Linked DNA regions of Mus musculus: region 2 is linked to region 1. A link is a contact called in public Hi-C data. All regions are on one chromosome and are shown on one strand. Each heading gives the region's core, a stretch centred on a gene start, on an enhancer-like site or on the middle of the called end of the contact. The rest is flanking DNA. Distances are from core to core; before and after follow the strand shown.

What was found. A called contact is a pair of places that touch in the nucleus more often than the background predicts.
Region 2: a contact with region 1 is called in a Hi-C map of embryonic fibroblasts, with 2.1 times the contacts expected there. The contact joins two enhancer-like sites. A contact is called at or near these places in 1 of 15 datasets of contacts at CTCF or cohesin (the G1E-ER4 cell line), 36 of 484 Hi-C or Micro-C datasets (CD4 T cells, CD8 T cells, the G1E-ER4 cell line and 13 more) and 9 of 115 datasets of contacts at active chromatin or transcription factors (the NIH/3T3 cell line, astrocytes, embryonic fibroblasts and 4 more).

Annotation. Positions count from the first base shown.
Region 1 is chr17:79,742,978-79,749,963 of GRCm38.p6, forward strand. It overlaps Gm33055 (a long non-coding RNA gene), which reads left to right. Exons shown (of 3, transcript XR_385784.3): 2 at 279-350; 3 at 1,923-2,096. Among named protein-coding and RNA genes, the nearest start is that of Gm33055, 9.1 kb to the left of the region's middle. Within about 2 kb of position 3,259, at least 117 of the 459 cell types and tissues checked have an H3K27ac peak or open chromatin away from gene starts, as enhancers often do. A contact at or near this core is called in the NIH/3T3 cell line, astrocytes, embryonic fibroblasts and 1 more, where this site is marked.
Region 2 is chr17:79,833,623-79,840,608 of GRCm38.p6, forward strand. No RefSeq gene overlaps it. Among named protein-coding and RNA genes, the nearest start is that of Atl2, 59 kb to the right of the region's middle. Within about 2 kb of position 2,474, at least 63 of the 459 cell types and tissues checked have an H3K27ac peak or open chromatin away from gene starts, as enhancers often do. A contact at or near this core is called in the NIH/3T3 cell line, astrocytes, embryonic fibroblasts and 1 more, where this site is marked.

The sequences.
Region 1 (6,986 bases), core at 2,009-4,508:
GGCAGTGGTTCACTGATGTGCTTTGAGTAGGCGGTTGGAGGTGGCCAGTTCCCAAGCAAGTACTGTTAAAGAAAGCACATACAGGGACACCCAAGAGTCTCCTCTGCTCTGAAAACAAACATCCCTCCATAATTAGAAACAGCTTTATTCATGAGCCAGATGTCCATGCCTCCCTCTTGATTATTTTCAAAAACCATCATAAAATTATTAGTGGCAGTGTGAAATGTCCTGGCTTGTCTCTATTTTATTTTAATCTGTCCATCCTTATATTTTCTCAGTCTGATGGAAACCCTGGCAATTGGATTCCTCTCCAAGGTTTTATGTACTGAGGAGAAGCGGTGCATGGTAAGGTATGGATATACATTGAACTTTGGTCACCAGAAATCCTACCATACACAAAGAGCTTACAAAAGTTTCACAAAATGTCTTTTAATAACTCTTCTCTCTCTTGCACACACACACACACACACACACACACACACACACACACAGAGAGAGAGAGAGAGAGAGAGAGAGAGAGAGAGAGAGAGAGAGAGAGAGAGAGAGCGCTATCACTCCCTATGGAGAATGACTGGAAGTTCTTGGAAGCAGGAGGTCTGTGGCATGAGTAATATAATATACATGAATATGTTAAATTCTGGAAACCATTGGGAAGGGACATTAATCAGATAGAGAAAGTCCAGAGCATTGGACAGCACAGCTGTGATGAACCAAAGATATTTCAGGACCAGGTCTGTGTCCTGTCCTCTCTTGTCTCTAGTCTGCAAACTCCTTTATATTAAAAGGATGTGTGTATGATCTATGGCTTATGTACAATTGTTGAGGGCAGGACAGATAGGTTAACAAAGGCATACAAGGTAGAGGGTGTGACAGCTCATTTTAAACACTTGAGAATTATCACAGATTAGGGACAGAGACCTATTATCTGTTGGTGTCTAGAACAAAATAGAGCTGTCTAGGGAAAGGCACAGGAGCATAGCTCCCGCTCTTGGAAAAAGACTGTGTGGATGCTGGACCCATTCTCCGTACCCAATCTTGAATATTTGAGGAACAAATGAAGACATGTGGGCATGTGGTTAAGTTAGTTACCTGTCTAAGAAATACTCATTCGATCTGATGCCAGAAGATGCTGAGAGGAGGGTGGATAGGCAAGTATCTTAGTTTGCTTTGTGATGCTGTGATAATGACAACACAACAACAACAACAACTTGGGAAGGGAAGGGTGTGTTTGGCTTGTGTGTCTGACCACAGTCCACCACTGAGGGAAGCCCAGGGAGGAACCTGGAGGCAGGAACTGAAGCAGGTGCCACAGAGGAGTCCTGCTTACTGACTTTGCTTTCATGGCTTGCTCATCCTGCTCTATTATACAATCCCGAACCAACCACCCAGGGATGGTGTGGTCTATAGTGGATTGGGCCCTCTCTCTTCAATCTTTAATCAATAGAAAACCCTACAGAGTAAATCCCATGAGGAAATTTTCTCAATTAAAGTTCCCCCTTCCAAGATGACTCTGGCTTATATCAAGGTGACAAAAAAAAAAATACTACCCAGGATAGCACCAAAGTGGGAGAATAAGCAAGGCTGATTCTTTCTCTTTGAAATTTGCAGTATGTCAAGGAATGCAAACAATCACGTGATAGTCACGTAGGTGCAAGGTAAGATGGACCAGGAGAGGGGAAGTAGGACATCTCATTCTCATAATGGATGCTCAGGGATTCCAAAAGACTTAGGTCAAGTGAACAGGAGGTGAGATGAGGCAGGGGAATAATTTCAGCATACATAAAATCTACAATGGAGGCAACAGTGGCCCTCAAAGAATAACACTTGGAGAACCCTCCACTGTCTTGAAACAGGCCACACCTTTAAGTTCTACCTCTACTTATCCTTGGCCTGAAATTGTTCTCCCCATTTCTCCTTTGCAGATTAACCTTGCTTGATGACTGAGACCTGCTTTGGAAAAACAAGGCAAATGTGCCCAGGCTCTGGAAGAGGGAGAATTTGTCTTCTGACACACATTTCTATCTTCAGAAATTCCTGACAATCTACAGCCCTGTTAAGGCATGAAAAATATGTCACTAGCGTTGACTCAATACAGAGGCTATTAATTAATAAAAAATAATTACATGCTGTCTCTGTGGTATTTATTAGAGCTAAGCAGTGAAAGAACCTCCAGGAAGAACGGGAAGCTTTGCCTTGATTCTGTCAATGGTCAGGACCTTGATGACCTCAAAAACTCCATGCAGGGGCCAGAGAGCTGCAAGGTCCTTGTTCTCTCAGCTCTAACACCAGAAACGGAGGCCAGCGCATCTGACTACAAGATTTCTAACTTTTTAAATGTTCAGAAGAGCCCTGGATGGCAAGCAGGCAGGAATTATTCACGGGAAATTAGGAACCAAAGAATTCAAGTAATTGATTCAGATTTACAGCAGGGACAAGACTGAATTTGTCTGCATTTTCCAGTCCAGAAGTCCTGGAATGTGGGAAGAGTGAGGACCCTTCATTCTGGAATGCACCACCTCGAGGTTACTCACTCGGGGAGGTTTCGAGGGAAGAGAGTAGAATCTTAATAGAAATGAACAAGATCTGCAAGGACAACAAAGATTGGTGGGGTTGTGTTGCAGTGCCAAAAAGCTTGCATGCTGACGAGTTTGCATTTCCTAGAGACGAGACAAAGTAGGACTTTGCCGGGAAATCCTGAATTTCTCAACCCCGGCGGTCAGTTATCCAACTGACTTTTTACAGGAAATTGTCCATCACTCTGGAAATCTTATGTGACATAAATGTGACTCTGGGATTCTATAGACTAGCTCGATTAAAGACAGAAATCTTTTATAACCTACAGGTTTAGAACTGCTGACATTATTGTTACATTTATTTTTTCCATAAAACTATGTAATATGGAAATGTACTATTACAAGGCATTTAATCTTCTGTCTTTAAGCCTTCCTTAAAAACAAGCAAACCCAAGGAGAATGAAGGTGGATTGAGAATAGCAATTTATTTTTAATTAAAAAAAAAATCAGTCTTGGCCTGCCTCAAGAAGGGCTGCATCCTTGGACAAATGACCGAGTGTCTTAGTTTCTTGACTTCCCCTGCAGCAAATAGTGGGGTTAGAGGAGGTCATCTTTATTGTCCAGCTCAGCCTAAGACACAAGGAGCAAACTTGACTGCATTCTTTTCCTTAGATGTTGGAGTGGGGGAGTGCTCCCAGTCCTCCACGCTGTACAAAAGCAATCTGCTGAGTCACCTTCATTCTTTGTCCAAAGAACAGAAAGCCCCAACCACAGTCTGGCACTGCTTTCAAGAGCTACAGCCAGTGACACACTCCTAGAGTAAGCAAAGACTATTTACACTTCCAAGGGAAAATTATGTTGGAGGGGCACACAAGGCCTGACCTACTGGAAGGCCAGTTTAGTTTAGTGGTTAAGAGATTAGGCTCTGGTGTCAGGCAGACGTGAGTAAATGGGCCGTAGTCTAATGACCTTGGTCAGGAGAGTTCTGAGGACCAAGTGGCCATTCAAGTAGGGAGGGCTAGCTGTGAGACTGTGCATCCCACAGGGAGCATTGAATGCTTATAAAAGGAAAAACAGTATGAGATGCCACACACATTATATAGGCTAGGTTTTTAAAGGAAACACTATTCGTTCTCTTAACATTCCTGGCAAAGTTATTTGCCAAAGGTAAGAGGGTCAGACAATCAGGGCGGAGTGAAACAACCTCGGCTTAAAGGGAGAATGTGTGACTGGGTGTTTGAATCAGTTGGTTGCACCCTAATGAAGGATTACAGTGAGACGTGGCGGAAAGACAGAAGGATCAGTAAAAAAGAAACGAAGACAGTTAATGAGGATAAAGTTGATTATTTCTATTGTCAATAGAAGGCATTTCTAAGCAAATTCTAACCATTTTTATCAAGAAGAAGGAGTGAAGTAGCTGCCTTGTGTTCCCATTTAAACAAATGCATGGGCATTTCTATGAGCATGTGGAACTCACTGAAAACTTAGGCATTGTGCACTTTGAAACATCTATGTGTATTCTGAACGTGCCCATCGCAGCCGATAGAGTTCTTCACAGCGTCCGTGTATCACTCCCTGTGTTCCCAGCTTCTCTCTCAGCGAGGATAGCACACCCGGTGATTTGGCACTAGTCACTAGTGGCCTCACGTGAACCTGCCAGCTGCCACGGGATGGTAGAGTCCACGACTAGTTCGTGCAAGTCTGCAGCTGCCTCATTCTGATGCACAGAAGTATAACAAGTTGCTAAAGCTTGGGCTGTCAGTCCAGATGCCTGTGGGAAGGGTTTTGGTTCCATTGCTTCCTGGATGTGTGACCTAGGGCAGTCACTTTAAAGCCCCACTTCCACATCTGCACAAATGGAGCTGGTGGCAGAACTCACTTCATGTGGAGGGCCAGGAGTCAGTGCATAAAACCTAATATATCCCCATAGTGTGTTCAGTACCCATGAAATGGCTATGTTCTTTTCCTGCAAACTCTAAGGTTAGGTGCTTACGGTTGGCCTTAAATTCAGAGACAGGAGCCCATTTAACTATAAAGTAAAATCATGGAGTTGGATTTTACAGGAAGGAAATGCCATAACCTTAGTCCCATTTTAATGCATGTCCCATATCAAAGTATAGTCTCATACCAAAGCAATGCCTATTTTCCAGTGCAGTGTATAAATGTAGCATTTTTTTCACCAGATATGATTGTCTCAGAGGCTTACTGCTAAATAAGCTCACCATTTCTAGTCTTTCTGAACTCTGGCTGGTTCAGCTCAGCTGTTCTGCCTCAAAACTCCCCTCCAAGCTGGCTGATTCAAACTGGCTTCTCTTGGCTTCTGGTGAAATTGTTCTGAATTCCATGAACTAAACTGTACTCGCTGCACAAACTGAACAGACTGGGATGGGATTGCACACACTCCGCTGAATTCAACTGCATTCAACTGAACTGCACCAAACTCCTATGAGCTGGACTCAACCGACCTGCTTTCATTGGACCTGTCTTCCCTCCTGACTTAATCTGTGCAGTGTTTACATCACCTCTCTTTCCTGCCTGTATTTCATGAGAGTCAGATCTTCCTCTGATTTGCACTTTGTATGCTCCTCAGTTAGGCATCGCTTTCAAACATGGCTTCTTTCTTCTACAGACCAACTTTACCTTTATTGCTTGGGTTTAAAGGTGTGTACTAGGGATGTGAACTAATGGTGCATACTAAGAGGTTAAAGGTGTGCCATTGCAGCTGGACCGCACAGACCTAGAAAGTCTTTGGATGTGATCCCTTGCTAAAGCATTTAATCCAGTCACGTTGCTGGATTAAAAGGTCTCCGTGGGAATGCCCTAAAATCACAGAAGAGGAAAAAATAAGAGATTTATGCAAAAATCAAGGACAGAGTAAAACTACCAAAGCACTATTAATTCAGCCATATGAATTGTAAAACTCTAATAATTTTATTTTATTACAATTTAAAAAGAGAACTTTTATGCAAGAAAAATAAACAAAGCAAAGGAAACTGCTGGACTCTGCCTTTGGAAAAACCACTTCGTACACCAGCACCACCAGCAGCAGCAGCAGCAGCAGCACCATGTTTTTCACAAGTTTTAAAAACAGTCATCCTTTATGGTGGGAGTCAGGAGGTTAATTGCCTCATTTAATTATCAGGAAAGCCTTCTCTATAGATAGGTTTACATCATGCCCATTTTACAGATGAGGTGACAGTGAAAAATCACAGAATGGAACTGGCACTCACGTGCAGATAGAATGGCTCCATATCTTGTGTTCTCAGCAGTGTGCCAGGCTGTCTATGATCCAGGTTGGCTAATCTCAAGGACCCAGCAGCCCTGGCTTGGCTAGAAGAAAAAGAGACCAGAGATATACTGAGAATAGATCTAATATTTATTGTTATGGTTTCAATTTATAATGTTCCCCAAATGCTTACGGTATGGTCCTCAACAGAGCTGTGCCCAGCTGATTGGATTAAAGGGTCCCAACCTCACTAACTGATTATTCTATTAGTGGATTTATTGTTTAATTGACTACTGAAAGGTGACAGAAACTTGGCATGTAGGGCTAATTGATAGATCCTTAGTAGTATACCCTTGAAGGCTCTATCTTATAGGTGTTTATCCTGGGAATTCCCGCCCTTCTCTCCTCCCCCCTGCTACTCTGCCTCCCTCCCCTGCCTCCCCCACCCCTACTTCTCCACTTGTAGTCACCATGGGATAAGCATCTTTATCCCACCACATGATCCCCACCACTGCTCTGCCATGATCCAAAGAGGTGGAACTAAATGGCCATGGACTGTGGCCTCTGAAACCATAAGCCAAAATAAATCTTTCCTGCCTAAGTTGACTCTCATAGGTATTCTGCTACAACCACTGAAATGTGCAACACACACATATACACCTCAGGCTGCAGTTGCAAGGTATTAGAAACATGAATAGGAGTGAAGTGTGAGTGTGCATCTCAATTCATCATCTCAGCATTCAGGAATTGCTCTCAGAGATGCACCCAAATTAATGATCCTCTGCATACCCATGCTATCCTAAGTAGCTCAAGGCTGGGTGAAGCCACGCACCCACTGGGCCAGATTACTTTCCATAAACATTCTTGTAAACTTTCCTCGTATTAACCTTCCATGGGGTGGGGGTGGGGGGATAATTCATCAACATCTGCATCTTCTTCTATCAGATTCAAGGTGCTTTCATGCCTAGACCTTCATGATCTGCCCCAGGAACCTGAGCTGTAGGAAGCAGCCACTTGATTCTGTTTTTAAATTGCAAGTTAAGAGACTGAGATGGACAGAATCAAATAATGCTGCTTTGCAATCTGCAGAACCATCTGTGATGCTATAAAAGTGTCTCGCTCTCCTCTTGACTGCATAAATCACTATTTTTATTGCCCTCTCCCTAGATAAGATGTGGCTTAGTTTGAGAGAGCTGTTTATTGTTTGGCAAGCTATTAAATAAAAGGGCCTAATTTCAATTCTCCCT
Region 2 (6,986 bases), core at 1,224-3,723, 90 kb after region 1:
TTAAATGTCTTTTCTGAAAAATCACAAAAGCATAAAAGAAAAAAAATTCTCCCTTTCCTCAGAAAGGTGGGAACACAGACTTGTAGTCTTTGATAGAGAACAGATGTGAAGTAACTCTGCCCTTTTTATAAGGTTTATTTTTTATGCGTATAAGTGTTTGCCTGTGTATATGTCTGTGTAACACATATGTGGCTGGTACCCAGAGAAGTCATTAGATTCCTTGGAACTGGAGTTACAAGTGGTTAAGAGCCTCAAACCAGATCAAAGACTCATTGTGATGAACATTTGTAAGTAAAGATGTGTGGACAAAATGGTATACTGATACACTGCAGCTTCCATGATGAATTTTTTTTTTTTTGCTTATTTGTTTTCTTTTGGGGGGTGGGCAGTTGCAAGGGCAGGGGATGGATATGGAGGGATGGGGGATGAATGGGATTGGGGTGCATAATATGAAGTATACAAGGAATAAAAAGATTTTTTAAAGTTGGAACAAGAAGAGTAGGGGGTGGGATCTAGAAGAAAGTGGGCCCTAAACCTTTGTCCCATGAAACCACTATGGAAGTTTCAGGAGAATTTAGCTCTGTGATGTGACTGAAATCAGTCTTATGTTATCTCCAACTTTATGCTTTTTCTTTGGAATTACTTTAGTGGTTCAGAGACTTTTGTGCTTGTAAACAAAATTTGTCCAACAGTGTTTTGATGGTTTCATTGAATCTGTTGATTGTTTTAGGTGTGTAATTATTAAAAACAATATTTATTCTTTCAATATGTAAATATGCAAAAATAAACGTGGCTGGGGAGAAAATTAAAGAAAAGGGGGCACTGCAAGGGAAGGAACAGGATGCAGATTTAACCAAAACATGTTGTATGTGTGGATGATATTATGAAATAATAAAACATATTAAGCCGGGCGTGGTGGCACACGCCTTTAATCCCAGCACTCGGGAGGCAGAGGCAGGTGGATTTCTGAGTTCGAGGCTAGTCGGGTCTACAGAGTGAGTTTCAGGACAGCCAGGGCTATACAGAGATACCCTGTCTTGAAAAACCAAAAAAACAAAACAAAACATATTATAAAGACTAAAATGTCATAAGAAACGTCTCCAGTGTGATTGATGCATGCTAGAGAGGAGAGAAAACTGCATAGATCAGTGTCAGAGTGCTCTTCCTTGCTTCTAGCAGAAGCACAGCACACAAAGCTTAGTCATAATGGAACTTTAATAGAAGGATGCTGGAACACACACATTTAAACACACACATACAAACTCACACACATCAACTTAAACCACACACACACTTAGTCACACAATCATACACACTCACACACATATACACACTCACACAGTTGCACACACAAAAAATATACATACAGTTACACCAACATACATACACACTCACACACATTTGCACACACCAACATAATCACACACATATTCACTCACATACTCACACAGTCTCTCATACACACACATTTAGACACTCACACACACTCACATACACACATACACATTCACACACACTCATATACATTCTCACGCAGTCACACACACTCATACACTCAATCACAATCACACACTCACATACACACTCACACACACCAACATACTCACACTCACTCACACACCCATACACATACACTCACACACACACACACACACATATACTCAGATACACACAGTCACACACATTCACATGCATATATACATACACACACTCAGTACCTAAACCTAGGTCTCCATGCCACAAGGACACTTCTTTCTCTGACTCCTTTGACATTCTCTTCAAACAGGTTTTCTTCCTGTGACTGACAGCAGCCTCTAGCAGCCCTTGACCCCCATCCTCTCCACTCCCCCGCATAAGATGCCTTCATCACCAGCTCTTCATAAAACCAACTGAGGAAAGGCATCTAACAGGACAGGATTTTGTCACATGTCCTGTCCTTAAACCAACCACTGCAACCAGAGGAGTGGGGTACTATGCCCACCTCTGGCCAAGGCCATGGAGTCATGGAGTTTGCAACCCTTAATAATCACAAAGAAGGAGACTAGGAACAAGTGCCCCTGCGCCAGCCAAATAGGTGCTTCTGTTAGATTAATGGCAGTTATTGGTGCAGGATCTCATTTAAGTAGAGGCTGTCTTGGAAGCCAGGCCTCAACCCAGTGGAATGTTTCCAGTGAATCCAAGTTCATTAATGAAGACTGAAGAAGGGAGAATCTTGCAGAGTCCACAGAGAACCTCAGAAGATGACTTCTTCCTTTCCTCCCACACAACGAGAACTGAAAGCCAGGCATTTGTGTGTGTTGCTTCTCCTTTTAGGTTTAATTCAACGTGAGAGGACTCTGAGCCTTAAGCAAGTGAGCAAGGGAAAGTCTGTTCGTTGTGTGGGTAATAAATAAATAACGTCTCTCTCTGAGAGATGTGATGCTCGACTCCACTGAGCCACTTGGTAACAGCCATCTGACATTACAGAAGCTTTTCCTGTGAGACCACAAATATCTAAGCCATTTCCCTTTTCAGATGACTCCAGCTAATGGCTTTCTGTGCTATTAGTGGAACATATCCAACAATCTTTGATTTGTGGTTGTTTGATTGGGCCCTGAAAGGAGAGGCTGTTTCCTTGCAAGGAGGGATAATTGCCTGGGAATTCTTCAGAGTGATATCATTCCTGTGGAGTTGGAGGGGACATCAATTTTCTTGACACTGAGAATGTTTGGGGGGGGGGGGGGCAAGGACTTTTGAATCTCATCACACAAACCCAAAGCCACAGCTTAGCAGGTCAATCCAAATAACTTTAAGCAAAATGTCAGCCTTCAGACTGTGTCTAGGTCAAGTGATGTGTGTGTGTGTGTATGTGTGTGTGTATGTGTGTGTATGTGTGTGTATGTGTGTGTGTGTATGTGTATGTGTGTGTGTGTATGTGTGTGTGTGTATGTGTGTGTCTGTGTGTGTCTGTGTGTGTATGTGTGTGTATGTGTGTGTATGTGTGTGGTGTGTTTGTGTGTGTGTGTGTGTGTGTGTGTGTGTGTGTGTGTGTGTGTGTATGCAGGAGGGGTGAGGAGTATCCATATGTGGAATGTATTTGTTCATGGTGTGACAACCTATGGTGCCAGTCCTCAGGTGCCCTCCACCTTTTGTCTCTCAGTGGCCTGGAACTCGACATGGGCCAGGCTAGTTGGCTCTTAATCCTGGAGATTCCCCCTGTCTCTGCTTCCTATATCACAGTATTTGGATCACAGGTGTGCTCCATACATGTTTTAAAAAATAAAAATAATAAAAACTTTGGATTCTGGAGATCCAAATTCAAGTCTTCAACTTGTAAGGCAAATACGTTACCAACTGAACCATCTCCCCAACCCTCTGCCTCTGAATTCTGAATCCTTCCCAGTCGCTGTGGTGCAGTCCGAGTGGAAAGAGGGCACCACACACTCCTCATTGACAGGAGAGAAGACAACAGTTTGAACCGGACAGTTGCAAGAAGAGCCACGTGCTTATGGTCCCACTTTAGGAGTCTTTGACACCATCTGCTCCAAAGGAAATGACCCTAACGATCATCGCTGTCTGATTGATGCTTCCAAGGCCCCAGCAGGAAGGACACCATTTGTTTTGATGCTGGGAACCTATCTTGCTTTTGAAAGCATAACAGCCAAAGGTTATCTTGGGCACAGAAGGGACTTTTTGTCCTTGATGAGATTTTTTTCTTTCGGAATAATTTGAGATTTGCAGGAAGGCTGCTGATACAGTGCAGAGAGTTTCTGTGTGCCTGCCGTCTACTGCTGGTCACAGCTGTCACTACCTTTGTCAGAATGGACAAGTAGAGGTTTGCATGGATGCTGTTGAGATACCTTGGGTTTCCCATTGATGCCCCAGAACCTCATACTCTTCAAGTCTCAACTTCTTAATCTCAGCCAGTCTGGGACACATTCTAACATTCCTCATTTGCCACAGTCTTCATGGCTTTAAAGGGCCCTGGTCCAGTGTTTGGTAGGAGGTTCCTCTGTCCTTTGGTCTGAATCTGTCAGACTAGGGCTGTGAGGTTTTCTGGAAGAGGTGCCTGGGACAGTTTACTTTTAGAGTGCGGGTAACTCAAAAGTTAACAGCTTGCTTTAAAACCAAATCCCCCTTTGTCTCTTCCAGCCTGTTTTTAATGATGTCATATGCTGATTTTGTGATGAATTTTTCCAATTCAATTTCTAACTCCTTTAAAGAGTGGGCCCCAGGCCTCTGCAGGAGCCACAGGTGGGTAAGCAGGTGGCTTCTTCTAGAACAGTGGGTCTCAACCTTCCTAATGCTGCCACCCTTTCATACAGCTCCTTGTGTTGTGGTGACCCCAACCATAAAATTATTTTTGTTGCTACTCCATAACTGTAATTTTGCTACTGTTCTGAATTATAATGTTAATAGCTGGTATGTCCAGTGGTCTCAGGCTACCCTTGTGAAAGGGTTGCTCAACCCCTCAAAGGGATCATGACCCACAAGTTTTAGAGTTGGGTGCTACCTACAGTGCCCCTCAGCATTAGCTGCCGTGGGTCATGCCCATGGTGTTGGGCTGAAGTGGAATTTTCCACAAGTCTATCATACTGCTTTTATAACAGAAAGTGACCCAGATGAACTACCAAGTCAAGGAAAATAATGCAAGAACAAAAGAGGTGGCAGCTGAGTCTTAGGAGGACTTCATTTTCCTAGTGATGGGAAATGGCATGAATGGAGTCTAAGAGTTGTGTGTGACTCTCTATCCTCTGGTCCACACAGCATGACCTTCGCTTGTGTTTGGCAACAGAATGGAGAGACCCAATTCAAGGGATGCTGGCTGAGAAGGAAGCCAATAAATGATGGGGTATGACAGCGACAACCGCCCTCACCTTGACTTCCTAAGCTCTCTGTGTCATGTGCTGGGACAGGGCCATTCACTGAGGACCCTGTTTTACCTTATCTTGTTTGGATCTTTGTTCCTGCAAATCCCAACGGAGAAGCCTGTTTGAGACACGGGGAAAGCCTTTCTGACGTCTCCTCTTTCCCTATCCATCCTGGCTATCAGTGTTCCACCCTCTCTTCAACCCTCTGTCCCTTAAGTTGTCTAGGATGGCCTGAACTCCTAGGCTCAAGCAATCCTTCTGCCTCAGCCTCTCCAGCCTGAGGTGACAGGCTCGTGAACTATCACTGCTGCCAGTGCTGTCACAGAACCCAGAATCGCCTGTCATGGTTCAGAATTTTAATCCCCAGTTGCCTCTTCTCAGACAGTGACAATAGCCCCATTCCCTCCTTTCCCACACTCCCCTAATAACCCTAGCTTCCCCACAGGCATCGAGGTGACCACAGCACATTTCCAAGCACCCCACTAATGTGGTTATCCCAGTCAAGAGCAAACCCAGGGCAGAGGAGGGTGAGTGAGTCCTGGACCAGACATGAGGAGATCTGGTGGTCCTGGTTCCAATGCCATTGGTACCAAGCAACTACCTTACCTCTGTTTTATCAGCAATCAAATCAGACACCATGTTTATCCTCCTTACCCACCTCCTGGTTTCTGTGAGGTGTAAACATAAGCAAAACACTTAGTGTCTCACTGGTCCTCTTGTCCCTCAAGCCCATGCCAAGTCTTCCTCTGTCTACCATGAGCCTCAGCTTGCTGTCCCTGTAATCACGTCACTTTGTCACTTGCTGGTCACACCTGCACTCCTAATCCTCATACAAGTGTGTTAAGGACAACAGGCTCTCAGGCAAACATTGGGTCTGATAGAGCATCCCTGCTCTGGTACCTGATGTAGACAGGGCATGTACATATTGTTGAGTAAACAAGAAGGACCAAGCAGGTGAACAAACAAGTACCGCATGTGAGTGTGTTTGTAAACTGTTGGGCTGTACATGTATGTGAAGGACCAGATGAGATTTGTCCACCTAACCTGTCCAGATCAGCTGCCTTCTCTAAGAACTTGCTCTGTCCTCTGGCCTGGGTCTCAAACCTGACCCTGCCCTCTAGCCAGGGTCTGGCTGCAGCTGAAGACACCGGTCTCAAATCTGCTTATCAACTGACTGTCAAGTTGCCAACAGTTTCTCCCACTATCTCAGCTATCACCCAGACAATAAACCAGGAGATGAATGTAATTGAATTAGAACATTATATGGAGTCAGAGCTGGGACAACCATGTGGGTCCGTTCCAAGGACCAGAATCCAACAAGGCAAGAAGAGCTGGAAAGAAAGACCCTGAAGAGATCATCTGGGCCTCAGAACTGTTTTCCCCAAACTCCAATTGCACTTCTGGATCCCTGATTTTATTCTGTCATTGGACATCTAGAGATTGTGTCTGGGCATTATACAGATTCTTCTTTGCATTGTTTCTTAAGGGGAATTATAGTAGACTAGGATCCCCTCTTTAAAAGAGCTCCTCCAGCAACTACACCAGGAAAAATCTTTACTTTGGATGAAATGACCCAGAATTGTCCCTGTCTAAAAGAACCACAGAGACAAAAATGGAGAAGAGACTGAGGGAAAGGAGGTCCAGTGACAGCCCACCTGGGGATCCACCTCATGGGAAGGCACTAAGGCCTGACACTGTTACTGATGCTCTGGTGTGCTTACAGACAGGAGCCTAGCGTGGCTGTCCTCTGAGAGGCCCAACCAGCAACTGACTGAGACAGACCCAGATACTTACCCAACCGCTGGGCTGAACTTGGGGATCCCTATGGTTGAATTAAGGGAAGGATTAAAGGAGCAGATGAGGAGGGCAACCCCCTAGGAAGACCAGCAGTCTCAACTCACCTGGACCCCTGAGAGTGCCCAGACACTGAACCACCAACCATGCAGCAAACATGAGCTGGCCTGAGGCCCCCAGCACTATATAACAGAGGACTGCCTGGTCTGGCCTCAGTGGGAGAAGTACTGAGTCCTCAAGAGACTTGAGACTCCAGGGAGTAGGGAGGCCTGGTGGTGGGGGAGCATCCTGTCAGGCACAGGGGGGAGGAGGAATGGGGTGAGGAATTGTGGGAGGGGGCAC